2 separate regions of the Oryctolagus cuniculus genome follow, and region 1 is linked to region 2. The links are chromatin contacts, called in public Hi-C maps. All regions are on one chromosome and are shown on one strand. Each heading gives the region's core, a stretch centred on a gene start, on an enhancer-like site or on the middle of the called end of the contact. The rest is flanking DNA. Distances are from core to core; before and after follow the strand shown.

What was found. Hi-C and Micro-C count contacts between places; a contact is called where the count stands out from the background.
Region 1: a contact with region 2 is called in a Hi-C map of embryonic fibroblasts, with 3 times the contacts expected there. The contact joins two enhancer-like sites. A contact is called at or near these places in 5 of 6 Hi-C or Micro-C datasets (ear pinna, embryonic fibroblasts, psoas muscle and 2 more).

Annotation. Positions count from the first base shown.
Region 1 is chr2:48,607,141-48,611,554 of mOryCun1.1, forward strand. No RefSeq gene overlaps it. Among named protein-coding and RNA genes, the nearest start is that of CDCA2, 130 kb to the right of the region's middle. Within about 2 kb of position 3,036, at least 1 of the 8 cell types and tissues checked has an H3K27ac peak or open chromatin away from gene starts, as enhancers often do.
Region 2 is chr2:48,126,313-48,130,717 of mOryCun1.1, forward strand. No RefSeq gene overlaps it. Among named protein-coding and RNA genes, the nearest start is that of EBF2, 46 kb to the right of the region's middle. Within about 2 kb of position 2,934, at least 3 of the 8 cell types and tissues checked have an H3K27ac peak or open chromatin away from gene starts, as enhancers often do.

The sequences.
Region 1 (4,414 bases), core at 1,786-4,285, 480 kb after region 2:
GATATTAAACAATGGAACACAAATGTTGACGATTTCCATGATTTCCATTTAAGATAACTTTAGCTCTCACTGGCTCACTCCAATCCACTCTCCACACCTCAAGCACAGCCCACTTTCCAAAAATGCGAACCTAATTATGCCACTCCTTGCTTAAAATATTTCCTCAGATCCACCTCCAAACAAAGACTGAATCCCTTTCCATAAAGGCTGTTTGGGACTGGGCTCCTATTTCCCTATTTCTCCTATTTCCTACTTTCTTTCCATTCTCCTTCCTCCCTGGTCCTCCCTGTGTGCTTGGAAGTTTGTACTGTGCTGGAAGCACTAGAGGGTGAGGCATCACTCCACTGTCCTGCAGCACAGAAGCATGTTCCTTTCCCATGTTACCTGCTACCTGTCTCTCATGCCTCCACTCTGCAGCACCTCTGCCTGAGACAGTTCTACACCCAGCCCATCCTGCCAACTACAACTCATCCTGTAAGCCTTGGCTGAGGCCTCTCTCCCTGTTCCCACAGCCCCCATCCTTCCACATCAGAGCATTCAGTATACTGTTTTGTAGTTATTTCTTTATCTGCTGTTGCCACGGTTCTACTTTAAGATCCATGAGGTCAGGAACTGTGATAGTCTTAATTAATAGACTAGCACAATGCACATTTTAAATATTCCTTCAGTATATTTGAATGAAGAAATGTGTGCTGTAGATAAGGAAAAATGAAGATTAATAAGGGCCAGAATTCAAAGAAAGAAAGATTGTGTGGAGGAGGAGCTATCTGATTTGAATCTTTAAGGGTGAGTAGGATTTTTAAAAGGTAGAGAAGAGATTAAATTATGGTCACTAGTTGAGGGGCAATTCTTATAATTTGACTTCCACCTAGCACATTGAAGATGTGCAACAAATGGCAAGTAAATTAATGATTACATTAATGAATGAATCAAAAATGAATAAATGGATGGCTTTTGATGAAGGACAGAACATGTAACATGAATTAGAGGCAGTTTTCCATAAATATAACTAACTCTCCTTATGAATAGCCCCAAGCATAAGGTAATCAAGTCTGTGTATGAGTGTGAGAGGGTTTTGACATGTCACAAATACCAGCAAATTTCCCTGACCTGGGTCATTTTCCACATTCTCCCATATCCACCTTCACCTGAATGTTTTTGTTCTTATTTTAAGAGATCCAAGAATCTAGAAAAATGCTTGCCCGTTCCTTTCAGACTTTAATTATATAGGCTCAATGAGTTTTTAAAACACAGTTCCCACCTGAGCATAAGAAAAAAAATGCAATCTTTCTACCAAAAGTCTACCCAGAACTGAGTAGACTAACAGTTATCCAAAGCCAATCTCAAAAACATTTTTCAGATGTGATAGGTTCTGAGATTTACCCTGTTCTCAAATGCCGTGGATTATCCTGGAATTTTCTTTATTTCGTTTGCAATTCTCCTGACTAGAAGTTCTGATTAATAGGGGACATGGAGCCCTGTTTAGAAAAATTCAATACATTATTCTCTGGTCTAGTGTATCCTAAGCCACTCTTCTGCAAGCCCACATTGCAGCATTCACATTGACTCTCCTCTGGGGGTTGAGAGGGCCAGGGAAGGGAAAGGGGGAGAGAAAGAAACCAGCTTCTTGGCAGCTTCTCAACAATAGCTCCCACTCCCCACCCCCTCCAAAGGAAAAAAAAATCCTGTACATAGTTGCTCTAACCAAGAAAGTATGCATAGCTTCCTGACAGTTTGGATAATGTGGAGATTTGAGAAAATTGTGCAATTCTCCTCGTTTTCATTTCGCCCCCAAATGCTTTGGGTGCAAAAATAACCTCCACCCACACATAATAGTAGTTGCATTTTCTTAAACTTTAGTAGTGGGAAGAAAGAGCAATAGTTGAGCAAAGTCGCTTGCTTAGGCAAGGGACAACATCAAGATGACACCCAAGCCTGTTTGGAGCTGCCCTTCTGGTCAGCACTCAATGTGAGTCCAACCTGACCCAGCTTCCTTGAGATTAGATATTAATGGACAACACAAGGAAACCTTCCAACTTGTTGGAGAATCAGAAGGAACCTGAATCCCAGCTCACGGTTGCCAAGAAACTCTATATGATGCAGGTGCAAATCATTTTTTTCTTCCTCTTTTAAATTCAGACTCATTAAAATATGTATTTTTGCTGAGGGATTAAATTCAAACATCTGGGAAAGAGGGAAAAAATCTACAACTCCAAAATCTTTTTAAACTTGGTTTCGGATTTTGATTGTTTCGTTGCTTTTAAGTTGGTTGTAGGAGGCGGCTCGTTGGTGAGATGACAGAGAGGGGCAAGGAGAGAGTTAGAAAATTACTTCGAAGGGCCCCAGACTTCATCAGCAGCCATAATTGTGGGAAAGTAACCTGAAGATGCCAAACAACAGGAAATTACCAGAAGAATCTGTCAGCACAATCAGCTGCTATTTTCATTGTTCTTTGGCAAATTTATACACAGTCGGGAACACCTGGGCTGGCCTGAAGCCCAGGTTTGACTAATTGCCAGGGGAGAGGAGTCGTCATTTGTCTTCGGAGGGATTTCCTCCATTCGCTCCTCAAAACATGTGGTTTCACTTTTCCCCCTCTCTCCGCAGGAAATGGCAGGACAGTGAGACGCAAAATAAATGAGTTCACTTCCAAGAGGTTGCCTCCTAAGAGGCCACTCCAAAAATAACTGTCTTGTGAGAGGTTGTTAATAACCAAGATTCTATATACTGTCCTCAGAAAACAACATTTCAAAGGCACAATGATTTCCACCCCCACCCCCTTTCCTTCCAAACACAGCGCACATTAAAAATAAAAGCCATGGGAGATGCGAGAAGTAATCAAGCGCTCTGTCTTCTGCCGGTGGGGAATGTCACCCCTCTGGCTCCTTTGCAAAGCCCCTCTCCTTGGAGCATACCCTTACCCAAGTCCATACACTGACAAGGGAAAGGTGAAATTGGAGCAGCCAGACATGTCAGAGCCTTCTCTCCCCCAGCCCTTCCCAGCTGCCTATCAGCCGCTTTCCTGACTTAAACTCAGCGTTGAAACTTCCAGTAGGTAACAAGGGAGAGTGCCTCAAGGCATGGACTGAGCGAGCCCTGCTCATCTTTGTGGCTAGTGCCTGGCATTGAGTTGGTGCCGGATTAGGACTGCTTGAATGAAGAACGCCAAGGAACCTGCGCAAATCACTGGCTTCGTGGCTTGCTGCCCAGTGGTGGGTGTGGAGATTTTTAAATTTCTTGAACTTCAAGAGATCACTTTTTTACAAGAACCACCTGCCAGAATGACAGCCTTCTCCACTAACCTCTCTCCATATTTTTATAGGTTAAGATACCACTATGTACACACACATACACACACACACACAACTTTTACCTCATATCCCTCTCATTACTAAAGCATAGCTCAAGCCAAGATATCCTACTTGGGTAGCAAAGTCATGTTTTATATTCCTTTGTGAAGCCAACAGAGCTTTCGAATTTAATTGCCTAGTATTTTCAACGTGCTGATTGGGAAATGTCACAGTGACAGTATGTTTCATATTGAAATGTACATCCGTCTTTGGTGTGTTTTTCACCTGTGTTGTGTTCAGCCTCTCCAGTGATTTAGGGGTTCTGGCATCACGTCAGCAAAGAATCAACCGCGTTTTCTTTCTTTCCTTCTTTCATTTTAAAGCATTTAGAGCACGCGGCAGATCATTACTACCCAGGGTGAAGCCAGCAACATTTGGGTTTGATTTGGTTGCAGTCACAGACCCCTTTCTCAAAGTTGAGCTGTGCTGTAATTCTAAACTGACCCACCTTCCCCCTAGCAAAGGTGAAAAAATGTTATGGAGCGTTTTACAGCCCACAGCCCATCATTTATGCCGAAACGCTGGGAGAGTTCAGACTTGGCTTATTTTCCCTAAATCAGAGATGTTTTGACATGTTTATTTGTTTAATTTGTTTATTTTGACTAGCTCTGATTATAATTGGCAGCAGTGTGTAGAATTAACATTAGACAGTGTCTTAGACTTGTCTGTTACAATAATGCAAAAGGAATGTGAAGAGAAATCTACCCGCTACATAACAATAGCAAGCAGGCAGGAAAATTACAAGAGGTTTCTTTCCCAAAAAGAAATGCAACTCCCATTTTAAATTTTATTTTAAAATGTGCACTGACAATTATACACATTATCCTTGAACCCTAATTCTTTGATTCAATGAATCTGACCCTCTGCTAATATACTTGCATAACAGTTACTAAAAGTGAAATTTTTAAATTTATTTAAACTTTGGAATTTGTTTTTTGAGATTTTTTATTATTCCATCCATGAGGTCTTTAAAAATAAAGGCACAGTGACTGTTCAGTAACATTGCAGTAATGTTGCAATGATCACATAGCATCAAATGCAGTTGTATGGTTGGTAGTATACAT
Region 2 (4,405 bases), core at 1,684-4,183:
GAGTTCCAGAGAGAGGTAGAGACAGAGAGAGAGGCTCTCCATCCGCTGGTTCACTCCCCAGATGGCCGCAACGGCCGGAGCTGCGCCGATCCAAAGCCAGGAGCCAGGAGTTTCCTCCGGGTCTCCCATGTGGGTTCAGGGGACCAAGGACTTGGGCCATCCTTTACTGCTTTCCCAGGCCATAGCAGAGAACTGGATTGGGAGAGGAGCAACCGGGACTAGAGCCGGCGCCCATATGGGATGCCGACGCTTCAGGCCAGGGTGTTAACCCGCTGTGCCATAGCGCTGGCCCCAGAGATGCATATTCTGAAGTTTGCTCTAGTGAGTGGGTGGGTAGAGTTCAGGCACGTAGCAAGTCAGCTGTGCCCATTCTCCAGTGGGCATATTGACTCGGGAACACTCAGGGTACCGGTTGTCCAACATGCTTAGGCAGGGAGTTGCTTTATATCGAGTATGCCGACTGCTGTTATAAGGGCTGTTACCTGTGACTCATGAGGGGTTACTAGCTTTCCAACCTTAAAATACATCTTAGTGATTCAGAAGGAACTGTGGCCCCTCACAGCACCTCACCCCCCTCCCCAAGCCTGTAAAAGACCATGTGCGTTAGAATCATCTGGTGTGCTTGTTCAACATGTGGACTTCGAGCTCCCAATCCAGACCATTGAATCTGAGTGACTGGGATTAGAGACCAAGAATTTGGTACATGTAAGAAGGTGAGCCCCGTGGCACTACTTGAGGACCACTATGATTCATCACTGTGAATCTGCAGCCCCTGCACTGGAGCCCATAGGAAGGAAGCCATCAAGCCGAAATCATTTTGATCATCTGGCATATGCTGGAATTACTTCTTTCAGTAGGGTACTATTGTAAGTTTTTAATTTGCAATTTTCCTAAAAATACGCAGGGCCTTCAGAGAGTTCATGGGAACTGTGTACTATGAAAACACTATGCATGGCTTTCAAACATTTTTTGCACCCAAATGGGCTTGCCTTTTAATTCCATTTCTTCATGAACGTTTGAAGTACCCTCACGAGTCTAAAGTTCAATTAAACGCAACAAGCATCTGGCCTAGGAGCTAGGCTGCCAGATAGGATGCTGCGTGCGAGCGATGCCTGGGGACAGTCCCTGGTTCTGGTCCTTGATTCCAACTTCCTGCTAGTGCAGACCCTGAGAGACCACCATGATGGCTCCAGTAATTGGGTTGCTGCCACCTGTGTGGGAAACCTGGACTGATTCCTGGCTCCTGGGGTCAGCCTTCGTCTTGGCCCAGCCCTGGCCACAGCAGGCATTTGGAGAGTGAATCACTGGATGAGAGTTCCCTCTTTTTCTGTCTGACTCTCTCCTAAACAAGAGTGTCAATTTGTTAAGTCAACAACAGGAGTCATCACTGTGCACTTACTCCTCATGTAGGATCTTTGTCCTTGGTGTGCTGTACATTGAGATTTAATGCTATAACTAGTACTCAAACAGTATTTTTCACTTTATGTCTCTGTGTGGGAGCAAACTGTTGAAATCTTTACTTAATGTATGCTAAACTGATCTTCTGTATATAAAGAGAATCGAAAATGAATCATGATGTGAATGGAAGGGGAGAGGGAGTGGGAAAGGGGAGGGTTGTGGGTGGGAGGGACGTTATGGGGGGGAAGCCATTGTAATCCATAAGCTGTACTTTGGAAATTTATATTCATTAAATAAAAGTTAAAAATAAATAAAAAATAAATAAAATTATTTTCTAAAATTTCAGTTATATGATATTGTAGATCATTGTCTACCTGAAAATGTATTCAGATATTTATTTCAAAAAGGAACCAAGATAGTTTTATCCTAATGATTTTGTATCTTCACTTTCTTTCCTGTTTTTATGAGAATAATTTGTGGGATCCAAAGCATTTCTCATACCAGTAATCAACATAATTCCATCTTCTCCCTGTTTTATTTTTCTGCACCTCTGTAACACGTAGCTTATTCCTTGCTGAGTGGCACTCTCTTGCCAAGGCAGTGGGCCAAAAAGAAATCAGGAGTTCCCGCTTATCAGAAAATTACAGCTCTATCAGTTGAGTTTATTTACTCTTCTGAGGTTGTATTTTTTATCCTCTGAAATAAGTAGTGCATTGGAAATAACCTGGACTTCTCAGATTGTTTTAAAGACAGCCATATGGATGTAAGGTGTGTGTTATAACTTGAGGGACATCTAGAACAAAGCTGGAGCAGCATGGGAAGACAGCAGAGGTGGGTGTGAGCGGCATGGAAGGTGCTCTGTTTCCTTAGATAGTGGCCGCCACCCTGTTGGGGAGGGTCTCCCACCAAATACAGCACGTGCTGCAGAACACTTGCCCCACTGTATTGCAGTTGCATGGCCAACTCGGGCTTGAATCTGCTGAGAGTTGAAACTTGGAAGTCTTAGCCAGGGCTGGTGCACACAGCTGGATGGATTCCCGGCAGCAGGCAATGATGAGACATTAGCTGGGGCTGAGCCATGGTTCTGAGATAGCCACACATCACAACATTATCCTACCAAGGGCCGGTGAAACCGGGAACAGGCAGTGAGCTCGGGCTCCCAGGGGAAGGGCGAGTGCTAATGAAGGCTTTGGGAACACAGCCAAGCAGGCTGGGTTCAGCAGGACACAGGCCCCGAGGGGAAGTGGGGTAAGAGTCATGGGAAATAGGAGTTAAGGCCAAAGCGCAGGCAGACGAGCCAGGCAAACAGTGTGTTCTGAGAGCCTGGGGGATGGCAGCATCTGTTTGTCACACTTTGCTTGAGTGCAAGTCCTAGCTAGGAGCCCGGGAGGTACACTGCCTGCACCCCGTGGCTGGATAGGCCCCTTGCAAGTAGCACTCATACCTGCTTTAGGAAGGGATTTGAAAAGAAAGGAACATGAACACGCCAAGCTTTGCCATGTTGTTACCTGCCACACGGAGCTGTGCCCGAGCCAATGGTGGCTTCAAGAGAGGTCTTCAGCATCCAAGGGAGCTCCTCGGCTCCTTAAATGTTCACTCTCCACTTCTCTCCCTTCTCCCCCTTCTCCCCTCACTTCTATTTCCCTCCTCCTCCTCCCCTCGGTCTCCCCCCGCCCTCCACTTGGAGTTGCTGGGCTCACTGTTTCCTTGGATCCTTCCCTGGGCACCTTGTGATTCCCCTCAGGGCTCTGCTGGGACAGGGAAGTTTTGCTCTCCCTGACATTCCAACTCCCCCTTATACTTGTGTCTCCTCCCAGAAGGACATTTTCCCTCTCTTGAGACCTGTTCTTGAGCCCGTCACTCACATATTCATCCAAATAATGGCTGATGTTATTCTCTCCCTCATTTCCCTGGGTTATCTTCCCTTTTATCTTGCTAGTAGGTCTACTGCTGGTTTCCATTCTTATATCTAGACCAGCTCAGGAATTAGATCCTCAACATCCAATCAGCTCTATGAAAAATAAGCCTAGTGTGCTAGCCCAAGCTCCATTTTTTTTTAAGGTTTATTTATTTACTTGACGTTTAGAGTTACGGGGGAGGGGGTAGGGAGAGATCTTACATCTGCTGGTTCACTCTCCTAGTGTCTGCAACCTCCAAGGTGGAGCCAGGCTGAAGTCAGGAGCCAGGAGCTTCTTCCAGGTCTCCCACATGAGTGCAGGGGTCCAAGCACGTGGGCCATCTTCCACAGCTTTTCCCAGGCCATTAGCAGGGAGCCAGACTGGAAGCGGAGCAGCCAGGACACTAACTGGTGCCCATATGGGATGCTGTTGTTGCAGATGGTGGTTTTACCTGCTATGCCACAACACTGGCCCCAATCTCCATTTCGCAGGACTCTCTTCTCCAAGAGTGAATTCAATACACATTGTTGGGATCCTGTCTGGCTTCTAATTGACCTACTGCTTTGAGCTTCCTGAAGAGCCCAGGATCCCCTGGGAAGCAAAAGTACTGGGAAATGGTCCCGAGTCCCATCTGGTTCTTGTTGGTTCCTTCCTCCGCGGGAGGAGGCTAAGTAGCAGCAGCATCTGCTGCTCTTCTTAGAGCCTGTCCCTGGCTGGCCACGTGGTGCTCCTCAGCCTGTCTCCCACACGGTCACACTGCTCTGCCAGCCCCTCCACTGCGGCCCCAACGCTCTGTCGCCATGACACCGACTCACTCCACTGACATTCAGGCTTTTTTCTGACAGGCAGAGTACACAGTGAGAGACAGAGAGACAGAGAGAAAGGTCTTCCTTTTTTCCGTTGGTTCACCGCGCAATGGCCGCTGTGGCCGGCGTACCACGCTGATCCGAAGCCAAGAGCCAGGTGCTTCTCCTGGTCTCCCGTGCAGGTGCAGGGCTCAAGGACTTGGGCCATCTTCTACTGCTTTCCCAGGCCATAGCAGAGAGCTGGACTGGAAGTGGAGCAGCCGGGTCTCGAACCGGAGTCCATATGGGATGCCGGCGCTTCAG